Regions from separate parts of the Drosophila melanogaster genome. Here region 1 is linked to region 2. The links are chromatin contacts, called in public Hi-C maps. All regions are on one chromosome and are shown on one strand. Each heading gives the region's core, a stretch centred on a gene start, on an enhancer-like site or on the middle of the called end of the contact. The rest is flanking DNA. Distances are from core to core; before and after follow the strand shown.

Region 1 (6,836 bases), core at 1,991-4,490, 780 kb before region 2:
AGTGGCACGTGGGAAAGAACGAACCTATTGCTAATCCAAGGTGTCAGATAGATGTGATCATTGCAACCTGATTCTTTGGCAAATCTTCTGGTGCTCATCTGGATGTCCCAGAAACTGAATTCCTATTATTTTACGATACAGAATTGGACAGCTTAAAGCTGACAATTTAAATTATTATTTAAAATATTTTATCATTAAATAACATTTGGTAATATAAATTTAAGATATTTGCTTGACATAAGTTTTCCATTTCAATCTTCAGGTTATCGTGGCAACCTGTCATGCAAAACGGTCCTGCAGCTGGACAAGTTCGCACCCTACGAGGGTGTGGAGAAGGATCACCTGCTGGAGCGGCGGTTTCAGGACATCACCAATGACTACGACAAGTCGCCGCCGCCCACCGCCTCGACCACGCCCACGCACTATCCCAGCCTGAACAGCATAATATTTGAGAATGGCAGCAGTGGCAACCTGGGCGATCTCAACGGGAACACGAAGACGGATCTATGCGCCGGCCTGCAGAGAAGTGGCGGCGGATTGGGGGGCAATGCCGGCAGTGGTGGCCACCTCATATCCAATCTCACAGCCGCCCACAACATGTCCGCCGTGAGCAGCTTTCCTATCGATGCCAAGATGCTGCAGTTCTCCACGGATCAGGTAGGATACTTCTCCCATATATCCTAGACTTTTGCAGACATAAAGTGCTATGAACTTCTTCTTTAGATCCAGTGCATGTGCGAGGCACTGCAGCAGAAGGGCGACATCGAGAAGCTGACCACATTCCTCTGCAGCCTGCCGCCCAGCGAGTTCTTCAAGACCAACGAGAGTGTCCTGCGGGCCCGCGCCATGGTGGCCTACAATCTGGGCCAGTTCCACGAGCTGTACAACCTGCTGGAGACGCACTGCTTTTCGATCAAGTACCACGTGGACCTGCAGAACCTCTGGTTCAAGGCCCACTACAAGGAGGCCGAGAAGGTGCGTGGCCGACCACTGGGCGCCGTGGACAAGTACCGTCTGCGCAAGAAGTATCCCCTGCCCAAGACGATCTGGGATGGCGAGGAGACGGTCTACTGCTTCAAGGAGAAGTCGCGCAACGCTCTCAAGGACTGCTACCTGACCAACCGATATCCCACCCCCGACGAGAAGAAGACGCTGGCCAAGAAGACCGGGCTCACGCTCACCCAGGTCTCCAACTGGTTCAAGAATCGTCGACAGCGGGATCGCACGCCCCAGCAAAGACCGTGAGTTGAAATCATAGATTCTCATGTCCTCATCCATAAAATCCACTATATAACTTATCCTTTTAACTATAACCCACATCCTATCTTGAACACATAAAATAGAATTTTATTTTAAGAACTGAAAATCGTCAAAGAATCAATCAAAAGATTAGTTGTAATTAGAGATTATTGACTATTTCCTAAAAAACAACTTTGAAAAGAGCTAATACCATTTGAAGTGTAGTTAGATTCTCTTCACATTTCTTTTGAACTTGGGCCAACCAAGTTCGTTAGGAGGGGAATCTAGGGCGGCATGGTAATTTCCACTTCCTCATAACTCGTAAAACAATTCATTCAACACTTGAGCGTGTTGCGCCCCAGAACCAAACTCCGAAATCCGAAATGCGAACGAATATAATCAATTGTTCTGGAATTGGCATTAAAAATCGTTTGTAAGTGACCGTTCCGTACGGCACTTGTGCCTCCAGGCCGCCCACTTGAGCGTGTTTTATGTCCAATTTCGGCCGGCTCCTTGCACGGTCCTCTGCATATTTATAGAGCCCAGGGACTCGGGACGTGCCCGACTCCTAACGCAGCGCATGCGTGTAGCATGTGCCCCTCATCCTCCTCACCATTCCCATTCTCCTCCTCCGCCCGCATCCCGCTGTTTGATCGCATCGCCTCTACAGGGCGTCAAATTGCAGCACATACCACACCCGAGCTCACAAGTGGAGTAAATGTGTTCTTTTTAGCTGCTCGAAAACTCACAGTCGCACTTCCATGACTAGAACCATTTGGAAAACGCAGAGCGATCTTAAAAAATGGAGTCATGCTTCACTTACATTGATAATTGTTAAGGGAATTTTAGGGGGATTCCATAGATAGTTCCACTGCCTGAAACTAAAACATATATTTATATATAGTAACTCTATATTTTAAGTGCTATGTTATAAATATATTTAAAAAACTAATTGTTTGATTTTAGGGACATCATGTCGGTGCTGCCCGTGGGCCAACTGGATGGCAATGGATTCCCGCGCATGTTCAATGCTCCAAGCTATTATCCCGAAACGATTTTCAATGGGCAATAAACTGCGATGTGAGGAGGCTGTTTTTGTGTAAATAAAGTGTAATGCGTTTGTATGTTAGGACACAGGCAACTGGAAAGTGGCCATCAAATGGCCATCTTTGTTAGCTCTAGAATTAACCAATTTTTGCTTTATGTACTGTATAACTCGAATAATAAACAAATGACATTAGATCAACAAATGAATTTGTGTGCATTTTATTTGGGAAATTTGGGTTATGTAAAAGAAAAATAATTTATATCCACTGTCGCTGAAAATCATATGGAAAATCAATATGGATAATTTCTCTTAGCTATAATTTTTATGGGCTAATCAAATGGAAAATGCTGGCCTACGAATAAAAGGGATATAATATAGGTAAGCCAGAGACAATATGTTCATATAGTGATTATATGTTAATATATATGTTGGTTAAACGCTAGTTTCTTTTCCTTTGCCCTAATCATTATTTTTGTAAAAACTAATACAAACAATTGGCCAAACTAGTCATTTGCGCTAACCGAATCTTAAAACTTAACACTAAAATCATATTTAAAATTTATGTACCACATATTTCAACGCAACACATTTTAATCTGCGTTACGCCATGAAATATAGACATTTTTAAGAAGAGAAAATTTAAGAAAATTAGGAAATAAAGAATCCTAAATCAAGTTCCACAGCACAAGTTCCAAGTCTGGTCTCAAAAAAATATATATATTAGATAGTAAAAATCATTATATAACACATGAATATTTTTGTGCTTGGACTTTTTGTTTATTATGAAAATTTCGGTGTAAAAAAATTTTGCAAATGCAAAATAGTAACGTTGAAAAGAACTTTTAGCAAGCAATACGGTAAACGGATCAAAATAAGATTGTTTAAAACCACTGAAGTATTGGCGCCATTCGCGGCCGATAGCTCTTACTGTGGCAGCAGCGATAGTGACATCCCTGAAAGCCTATCGAAAAACCATCAAAGAAAGACATGTCACACAAAATAAGCGAATATTTCGCAAATGATCCGCCCAGTTTCTTCGATGAGCTGGCCAGCAAACCCAAGGGCAACAACTTGTCAACAGAAGGGAGTTCCAGCAGCGCCAGTAGCACCAGTTCCGCCCCAAACATGATGTCCAACACCTTCGTCGGGTTCTTCCAACCTCCTGAATATGTTGAGACACCTGAGGCAGGAGAGGATTCTATAAAAGTCGGTGACGACGTAAGAAATCTGTGGGAGTTGCCGCGGGAAAACGAGCCCGGTAAACTTATTATGCCGGGCATCCATCTGCAAACTGACTTGGTGCGTATAGAATGCTTCTATACTTCTTTTTAAAGGTAATGACACTTTTACTTACTGACACTTTATGACTGTTCCAGGCAGATCCCATCAGCGTGGCGGTGACTCAACACCTCGGAGAGGCCGAGTTGTCCTACCGCAAGATCCTTCGCGTCGATGATGTCACCCAGGACGAGCGCGGCTTGAGAACACTAATCCACGCCGGTTGCTATCGCACTGCCGTGAATCTTACGGGCCGTCTTCTGACCATTTACGGTCAGGGTTACGGGCGATCTGGTCAGCCAGCAAAGCATTCGCCCCACTCCCTGCAACTGTGGTTCACGCGCCTCGCGCTGCTTGCCAAGTTGGGCGAGTTTGAGCTGCTGAATGCCGAGGCAGAACCTTTTGGCCAACTTACCAGCCCCGATGTCTTCTACGACTTCTATCCGGAGATGTACAACGGGAAAAGTGGATCCATAGCCTGTTTTTCCTTCCGGCTCTTGCTTGCAGAGCTGCCCATATATCTGGGTAAACCCCATGTCGCCCTGGACAGACTTTCAGAACTTCATGTGACCACGCGGGAAATCAAGGAGCACTATTTAAGTCTGCACAACAAGGCGGCAGAGGAGTTTTGGCAAAGGCGATGCGAACGGGTTTTGCATTCAATCATCAACTGTGGATTGATGGTACGTTCAAGAAAACTTAACTGTAGTTTAAATGAGTGTAACATTGCCCATTTAATTCTTGCAGATGAAGAAATTCAGTATGATAGACGACATAATGGAGGGAACGCTTTTAAAGCGCTCCAACCTGAGCAAGGAGGATCGGCGATCCTTGTACTCCGCTTGGGGCCGCATTTATCTGCAAATTGGTGACATATTTGGAGCGGAGCAGAAGATTGCCGTCTCGAGGAGATTAAGGGAGATGTAAGGCCCTACTCTAACCAACGCTATTTTCAGTTCAATGATATGCTTTGTTGTAGAAACTCCGCGCCTGATCTCAGAGACTTGGTCGATAAGGGATTAATAGCTGTGGCCAAGAACGACTTTCCCGAGGCCTATGTGATATTCCAGAAAGCTCTGCACCTGGACACCGGCAACACAATGATCCTGAACAACATGGGAGTGTGCCTTCTCTACGCCGGAAAGCTAAAGGATGCTATAAATCTGTACGAGCGCGCTATCAACCTGAATCCCCAGAAGTCCCTCAACGAGAGTTTGCTGGTCAATCTCTCGACGCTGTATGAACTGGAATCAAACAACTCCAAGGCGAAAAAGTACAACTTACTGCGCCTAATTAACAGATACAAACCGGATCTCAACATAAGCATAGAAATTTGTCTAAAATTGCAGACGATAAATTAAAGTAGAGATATTGTTAGACATTCCAAGCAAGCGGAACTTTCGGTCAAAATAGGTGAGCCCTTCTTTGAGTCCACTAGAAAAGTATTAGAGAAATAAAATAATGTTATAGATAGTTTCCTATCTGTTTAATTTAATTACTTCAAATTTAATAGATTATAAAACAAATACAACAGAACTATCGTACACGAAAAGTTGCGAATGACAAACGATAGTGCGGAAAGAGCAGGCAATCGATACCGTGCTGCCTATCGCAGCAATGCCATCTCGATTCGACTGCTCCGAGTTTCGTCGCTGAAAAAGAATTTGAGAAGAACTTATTTTTAATTTCCAAAGAAAATCGCGGGAATATTTACGCCAAGCGCACGCCTAAATGTTTGCAAACACGTAGCGCGTGCTTTTCAGACTAGGATAGTTGAAACTAGGTGAGTTTTGTGGCGTTTCAGGGCGTTTTAACGCAGTGCGGCCACACGATGCCCAGGCAGTATATAAAATGGAAAATATTGATGTGCCTGTGCCTCGGTGGGTGCAAAAAAGAAAGTGTAGAGAAATTTTCGTTGCATCCAGAATGTTGTTTGTTTACGCCGTCGAGCATCGAGTTACTCGAGTTCACCTGGAATTGGGCGTCGCAAAGTTCTCCTGATTGATATTATTTGCATTTTCTTTTAATTATAAGCGACTTTTTGTGGCTGCACTGAAAAAGCGCGCCATTATTTTAGTGCTATGACGTAGCTGTCGAGGGCCACGAAACCAAGTGTAATTTTTTCGCAATTGTTTATATGGCGTGCATAATGCCTGCAGTTGGTGCGGGTGTGTGTGTCAGCGGAGGTGCGCTGGTGTGTGTGCGTGCGAGTGCAGCAAATTATTTTGTATATTTTTTATTCCGCTTGTGGCGGTGCGCATACGCTTGGTACACGCTCGTCAAAACATATACACATAACCCAGGCAGAAAATCTCTATTCTTTTGCAATTTGTTTTGATTTCTCATTCGTGCGAGAGCAGAGCTGTGTTCGCTCTCTCTGGCTCTCTCGCTCATGCGCGCCTTCTTAGCCTCGTTTGAGTGGGTGTCGAATTAACTGTTTTCTGGCCAAGGGCTTCCTTCTGATTTTTTTTTTTGGATTTATCAGGCCAACATTTAGTGTTAATTTCTACTACTCCCCACGATCTCCACGCATCATTCCGTCCGACTCTAGCGTGCCCCCGATCTCGCTCCGCTGAGTGGCTGTTGTCGACTGGCCGATTAACGGCAGTTATAGCTCTCTGGTGGTGGTTCTGGTTTCTTCGATTCGATTCCGGTGCGCGCTCACTTTATTATCTGCCATCGTGACAATGTCGCTTTGGATATTTTCTAGCCAAAGGGAGACTTGGCGGTTTTTTATCCTATATTTGAATTATTTTTATATGCAAGAGGTTCAATTAGGCCACTTTGCTGTACTATACTTGGTGATAGTCACGTCTTCAAGCCGTAGTTTTTTTTTTCCGAAATTAAGGGGTATTATATTGATGGTATTTAATGGTATTAAATATCAAAAAATAAAGCTGAACTAAAAAGAAATATAGGTGTTCAAGACGTGTTGAACAACTGTTATTAGTATTTAGCACTGCAACTATAACTATTGTTTTATATGCATATATTGATTGTTTAATATATAACATCGATTAATATTTAACATCCGATTAGTCATCATAAGATATATTAACCAAGAGAATAGCTATTTTCCGAAAATTCAATTTGCCATCACTGGCCATTGATTATCTTTTCTTTTCACTGTCTTGCTCTCACTCTCTTCTTTGATTGAAAACACTTGTTTTTGTTTACCTTGCTCTTGCAGAAATATTTCGCAGCATGGCAGCTAACAACAACAATAGCATCATACACAACCTGGGCGCGGGGACGGAGGGCTTGCTCTCCT
Region 2 (6,974 bases), core at 256-2,755:
ATCACTCCGAATCGCCGTGATAAACTTCGTGCACCTGGCACTGGGTATTTTATTGGCTTAAAACACAGAAATGCACAATTCTCGGTTGATATATCTTTTTGGAAAATGTTTGGTCCACATACAAACGCACTCAGGTACATATGTGTGTATACCTTTGTAATTTAGAGTGGATCCCACAACTTGTCTGGAACTATCTAATATTCGGTGTTTTCGCTGGTTGCTCGGTAACTTCGGGGGCGATCACTTTCATCGGTTTGTATTTTCATTCATCTCTGATTTCCGGAACTCTAGACGCGGATTACACACTCACATTAATTGGCAGCTGCATGTACATATGCACCACTAACTACGATCGCCGATAACTCCGCCCGCTATTGCTCTCTCTTGAAAATGCTAAAATCGATTGCAAGAATCGAATATTGCGAGACTCGATGACAGCACCGATAGTGCGTAGCCGATAATTTCCAGATCGATTATACTGCTAAGCGCGAATTGACACGAATTTAAGCGAGGCCTTTGTCTAATAAATACAAAATTTTCGAACAATACAAAAAAATCGCTTTAATAACCTTTCAACAAGTGGTCAAAACCAATTGTCAAGACTAATTAAATGTTTAAATTATTTGTATGTTCGCCAATAAAAATAAATTCTGAAACAAAATAATTTCCTTCACGAATAACTCTTTATCTTACGTTTTAAAGGGCTGCATTTAAGATAACAACAAAATTTGTAATATGGAGATATTATAAAAAATAATATTTTGGTTTTTGTCGAGTGCAATTTTAAAGAAAGCACTTAACTAATTAAAATGAAGTCCTATTTATTTGGTTCGCCTACAATATTGTTGTTGCTTTGGTTTCTTCTAAAGGAACATATCAAACTGATATGTGAAAAAAGTCTTTAAACTGTATCAAAATTTGGAAACAGCTTTATTTAAATGCTATAGTTTTCATTAAAAACATGGATCCCTGGCAATATATTTGGGTGTCAATTAAGGTTGATGCCCCCTAAAAATATCACAAATCACTAGGACGTATACAAGGAATGGAACCCTTTGGTTTCCCATAATCCTCATTGCAATGGCTTCGCAATTCAAGAAATGTAGCCCAGACCATCGCAGAAGTTTCCTGTGCGGAGGTGTATGTTGTGGTTTATTCCACTGATTTTTGGTTGGATATATTTGGTTTCTCATTATCTGTATCACCACAGGGGGTTATGCAACCCCAATTCACTGTTACACTTATATGTAAAGCAATATTATCGTGGACTATTGGTCAACTCGGACGTATTTGTGGCACACAACACGAATACGTACATATTTCTGCATTTTACAGATAAACATCACTTGCACTGGAAATGCGTATGGGCGCAGATACATTTATCGACTCGCGTATCGTCGCCTAAGCTCGAGTCATATTAACGGAACAACGCGACTTTCGATTGAAACATACTTTCCCTTCTCATTCAATTGCTACCGACGACGCACACCGTTTACTGCGATTTAAAGCAACTTAAACCGCAGTCAATGAGAACAGAAATTCAACTGATTCGACTTTTCGTTTCGAGGTCCTAACGAGTTGGGCCATGTCCTGCGCTTGCAACCTCCAGCTGCAACCTCCAACAGCAACTTCGAGCTCATCCGGACCAGCTTGAGCATGGAGCACCCCTATTTCCCCTTCTGTTATTGAGTCCTTTGACCCTCTCTGGTAAAAATATCCCAGCTTTATTGCGGAGAACATGCATATGTCTGACTTGTTACATGTTTTAGACAAATGTATTTGTTATTGCTAAATATTTTGTGAGGCTAGGAAAATGCTCCACTTCACTGTTAGATGCAATTTGTTGCCTTCTGCAGATTTTTATGTTTTATTTTTTTTTTTTCTATTATGTATTATTATTACTATTTATCAAAATATATTTATATTTTATAGAAACTTGGGCAATTTAATACGGCATTCCTGCGATAAAATCGATTTTATCAAACGCGCCATCTGGTGGGATTTTCATGTAAATTTCCCTCGACCGTAAAATAACAAAGTCGGTATTATTACGATAAAAAAAATACCAAGCGAAGCTAGATTTTACTTGCAAATACAGCATACAGCATTTATAGGACCTTCAAGCCTGTTATCCACTCTTTGGTCGACACTAAAACTTAACATTCTACAATAATTAGGCTGAAAATGAACAGGTAGAAATTATTTTACAACTTTTATTTCCGTGACAATGTTATTTGACAAGCCATTATACTTGGCTCACGGCATTGGTCTGATTAGCATTTTGCACGACTTCAGGGGATATCTATTACCAACATTCCAATTACCCCACCAAATGCCATCGGTCGTGTCCAACTCAACTTTGGAATTCCGATATTTTCCGTTCAAGTTACTGAAAAAGAATTATTTTTCAAAATCATTAAACAAAAACAAGTTCATACATACCAGTTCATTGTACCCCACCATTTCGATGATTCCATTGCAAACGGATTTCCAACAATAATATGGTTTATATGACTGCGAAATGCGTCGCCAGCATTTCCTGAGTATTCGCCAAGGGAAAGCAGTTTGTATTTCTGTTTTTCATCGCCAATAACAAAATTATCATATCTTGCATAAGCACTAGCATTGTCGAAATCGACGAGCTGGATATATAGTTCCATTCGTCGATGTGTCGTCATTTTATGCAATTTTTGTAGGCCAAGCCAGAACTCGCCACCCAAATCCCCACAGCCCGTTATTATATTTGATTCAGTGGCGTTATCGAAACTGCCATCGATTCTACGCTGGATTATCATCCAACCACGACCGGCAGAAGGAATATCCTCGAAAACTGAGGCAAAGGGTTCGAAATCAGGTAGTGTCACCAATTTAATTGAAGGCAACTTGGAAGAGCCCAGTAATACGAATTCATCGTGGTCCTTATTATTAACGTTATACTCAGACAATATCTCTGTCATTTTCACTATCTTTTCGTCCTTCGCCTTTACTGCACCTTCCAATTGCACAATTTTTAGCTTCGACTCGTCAATTTTGAATTCTAGTCTGGCGATTTCCGCCTCTTTTGAGTTCAAAATTTTCTCGATTTCAACAATCTGATCATTCCCCTCTCGAAATTTTCCATTTTCCATATTTAACTCCTTTCGTTCTTTCACAACTTTATCATGCGCTGGAGCACAATTTCCTCCATCGTTCTTCTTAATTGTAATCCTACTCAAGTCGAGATCACTTTGCAAGTCCATAATTTGAGTTTGTAACTTCTGTATGGTCATTTCTTTTGTTTGCGTTACTAAGTCAATCGACAATTGCAGGGTCTTAATAAAATCATCCTTATCCTTGATGCAGTTTTCAAGTATACTGCCCTTCTCCTGTTGGGCCTTCAGATTTATTTCAGCCTCCGCCAACTTTCGGGTGAGTTCCGATATTTTCCTCTCATCTTTTTTCTTATGTTTCAGCATTCCCCGTGCACTTGTGCCCACAAATTCCATTTCCGAATCACTGCTGCTCTGAAAAACGAAAGAGTATACAATATTCGCTGAGAACTATGTGCATGAATTCATGATTACGATCACTATCGGATCTGACTGAGTCTATTCAAAGACACTAGAATCGGAATTTGGGGAAGTACATATAAAGCGAAAAGTTTTTATCAAAGACATTAGAATAATAAAGACATTAGACATTATTATTTTAGTGTCTTTGATTTTTATTTTACTTGTGAATTTATATCAATACACCAAAAGAATTTTCAAATTTCTCACACGTTCTTCTCTATCTATGTAAGTAACGAGAATCGAGAAAAATCTTATTGCTCACCGAATTGTTCTCAGTGCTGGAATCTGGAGAGGATCGCGAATTCTGAGAAAAGTTGTTCTGGTCCTCCGGCTTCATGGGGATTAATTTATCAGCACCACGTTTTATCGTACCTAAAAGCACTCCAAACGGAATTTGCAATAATCCGTGCAATAAATTTAAAGATGTAAAGCAAGTGCCTATATTTGTAACAACTCAAAATACAAAAAAATCCGATGAATTGCACGTAGCTGTTTAGCTCTAAGTGTTACCAGATATGGACTGAGGGAGTTACGCAGTCCGGCTAGAACATGGCATAGGGGGTATTCCGTAAATTTAATTACTGGGTATCATCTTTGAAAAGGAACTTTTGCATTTTCAAACTATTGCTTTAAATAAGTGTATAAGAACCATTTCTCATTTGATTAAGCTGCCTAGATGGCAGTAGTACGCTTTTCCTATAAATAATCACTTATATTTAAATACCAAAGAAACTTTGGAATACCTTTATTATCAAACCGGTTAGGAGATATATGTATTTATTCCCAAGATATTCAACATGTTAATAATCTTTTATTGTTGATAAACTTTCACACACTTTAACACATACCCTGTTATACATACATATTGCAAAACATTTAGGTCTGCAGAGTTGATCTTTGATATTCGCCTAACGTAAATACCACGCACAAAACAAAGCTCAATTGTTAAGTGTTAACAGTTTACGCATATTTATTTGTATGTATTGGGAACATCCAGAGAAATCAATATATAAAAAAAATATAATGTTTATATGTGAAGCCCTTAATTTCTACTGTTGAAATTTATATCTCAATTTCTGTAGCCATCTCCAAGTACTATTCGAGGTCGTCGATACTTGCGTTTCCAGATGAACACTCTATAATTTTGGCTCCGTCCAGTTGTTGCTCCGAGCTCTGCCCCAAAACGATTGGCCCGTCGTTGCCCTCGGCCGCTCGATTGCCGAACTCCTGCATCTTGACGATCAGCATCGCGAATACTTGAGCTGGAAGGGAGGATTGCAGCACCTGCAGCAGACGAGCCGGCTGGCCACACACGACGATGGCATTCGCCAAGTGCTCCACGCCACTCTCGAAATCTCCGCGGGCGATCAGGGTCTCGCCCAGCTGGATTTCTTGAAGGAAATATCTGCAAATATCATGGTTTAATTAGTTTGGAACAGCTGATTCGATGCACACTATTACGAATTAAATTAATGCCAGGCAAATTAGGTGCATATAAATAATATAAATTGTGCACAGTTGCAACAATAATAACTATTTGTATATTCAAATTATGAATTTCTTGGCAGGAAGCCTGCTGAGAATCCAAACACTGAAATGTGCTTGTTAATCCAAGGCAGTGGAGTCTTTAGATGCCTGAGGCAATAAGCAGCAACACGATGAACACGCAAGTGTAATGGGACTCCACATAAAATATGTACATCGATTTGGCTGGAGAAACATATGTGGGCTTGTTTGTTTGAATGGAGGTGTATTGAATCGCCAGGCACCACTACACGTGCCACATTATATAATGCGACTCCCATGGGAGTGTCCTACCTTTCGATGGCTTCATGGTCGTTCAGATTGGGAACTCCAGACTTGGCAGTGCCGGTTTTCTTGTTGCGACGGCGACCTAGGAAGTGATGAAATGATGAGTTTCTTTCATAATTCAGTTGGGGCGCAATGGGGATTCTTACGCTCACGGACTTTCTTCTTGTACTCGGGATCGCTGCGGCGCTTCTTGTCGAAGTAGATGCAGTATCCAATAAACAGAGTTCCAGCTACTCCCGCTGCAATGCCGATTGCAGTTTTGTTCATTTCAATCATATTACTACGGAAATCCTCTGTATTAACTTGGTCTTATTTTACATTCCGCATGTGCCATCGATTTACATAAAACAAAAATCGATATCGCCTACAACTACTGTTGTTTCATGTTTTTCACTTGTTTCGCACTAATTTGAAACGGCGGACTGGAACACTGTTTTCTTTTTTAAATTTTGCTAAGGGATATTTATTTAATTTTAAGTAAGAGATTTAAATGTATTTTTTTTTAGTTTATTCAGAAATACTGTGGGATCAAGTTATAATACGCTAAGAAATAATCGTAAGCTCACTTCTTGTATTATATTTATTTAACTTGCATTATTCGCTTAAAATCCCTATCCTCCAAAACTAATGTTTTTAATTTTCTTTTTTTATTTTTTTTACTTTTATTTTGTAATTACTTAAATAAAAAATTGTTCGCATATATGCATATCTTCCGTTGTGTGAAACAGCTGACGACTTAATTCAGTTTTTTTTTTTAATTTTAAATTTACCACTTTTTGAAGATATTTTGTTGATAACTCCAGAGTAGATTTTATTATGGCATAATGCATGTTGAGAATTTGGTCAAGGCCTATTGTTCGTTAAAATATTTGTTATAATTTTGTTTTGAAAAATAAGATATGCTTAATGTGGAAAAAGAAAATATATAGAAAATGCTAATACTATGATATATAATCTTCATTTCAATAGGAGACCATGGAGCCCCGCAGAGCAAAATATGGTTTGGTTTTTTTTTCAACTTTCGTTTACTTTCACTGCAGAATATGTAATTGACGCAGAACCATGATGATTCCAAAAGTTAAATTGATAAAATCCGAACTGGGAGAATGTGGTTGTGCTTAAGAATATGGATAGGTGTATATGCCCGCATACATAAAAGCCTCTATGTTTGTATTCTGTAAATATATACGTTTTCTTTATTAACTAAGTATTAGTGGCCAGCAACGAGCCCTCCTATTGAGCAATTCCTTCACTTAACCCCGGAGCACTCAAATCGACGGTAACCATGCGGAGCTTGTGGCTAAATACGTTGACCAAGCAGAGTAAGCTAATGAAAATCCTTAAGCTCCAGCGAATCTGGAACTGATTGGGTATCCTTGTAGGTCTATATAGGCTGAGTACCAAGAGGTACTCCACCAACGTTGAGCCCAAGGAGCCTGTAGTGAAAACCAAATCGATACCTGGCCCCAAATCGATTGAGCTTAAGAAGCAACTGGATTCTGTTCAGGTGAGTTTCTTCGGCCTTATCTGGGTTGTGAGGGTTATATTGTACTTTCGCCACAAGCACATTAATATGTATATTTATTGCACTTTTCGTTCTCAAATCAGACC

Evidence for each region. Hi-C and Micro-C count contacts between places; a contact is called where the count stands out from the background.
Region 1: a contact with region 2 is called in a Hi-C map of the Kc167 cell line, with 4 times the contacts expected there. The contact joins the promoter of CG11396 here to the promoter of kug in region 2. A contact is called at or near these places in 8 of 107 Hi-C or Micro-C datasets (the Kc167 cell line, the OSC cell line, cellular blastoderm embryo and 3 more).

The regions. Positions count from the first base shown.
Region 1 is chr3L:20,784,541-20,791,376 of dm6, reverse strand. CG11396 reads left to right here and starts at 3,240. Exons shown (of 4, transcript NM_140998.3): 1 at 3,240-3,586; 2 at 3,664-4,248; 3 at 4,313-4,488; 4 at 4,545-5,037. The coding sequence starts at 3,275. The coding sequence ends at 4,926. It overlaps Six4 (Six4,), which reads left to right. Exons shown (of 4, transcript NM_140999.3): 2 at 263-657; 3 at 724-1,241; 4 at 2,206-2,491. The coding sequence ends at 2,311. Pcif1 (Phosphorylated CTD-interacting factor 1) reads left to right here and starts at 5,180. Exons shown (of 5, transcript NM_140997.3): 1 at 5,180-5,348; 2 at 6,756-6,836. The coding sequence starts at 6,770. It also overlaps asRNA:CR46484.
Region 2 is chr3L:19,999,832-20,006,805 of dm6, reverse strand. kug (kugelei) reads right to left here and starts at 1,505. Exons shown (of 21, transcript NM_001300197.1): 1 at 1,317-1,505. CG7668 reads right to left here and starts at 4,070. Exons shown (of 3, transcript NM_168830.2): 1 at 3,814-4,070; 2 at 2,443-3,503; 3 at 1,972-2,389. The coding sequence starts at 3,888. The coding sequence ends at 2,257. It overlaps Gabat (gamma-aminobutyric acid transaminase), which reads left to right and starts at 6,180. Exons shown (of 6, transcript NM_001170008.1): 1 at 6,180-6,218; 2 at 6,404-6,685; 3 at 6,746-6,870. The coding sequence starts at 6,649. It overlaps Tom20 (Translocase of outer membrane 20), which reads right to left and starts at 6,162. Exons shown (of 4, transcript NM_001275156.1): 1 at 6,134-6,162; 2 at 5,510-5,815; 3 at 5,370-5,445; 4 at 4,360-4,956. The coding sequence starts at 5,639. The coding sequence ends at 4,647.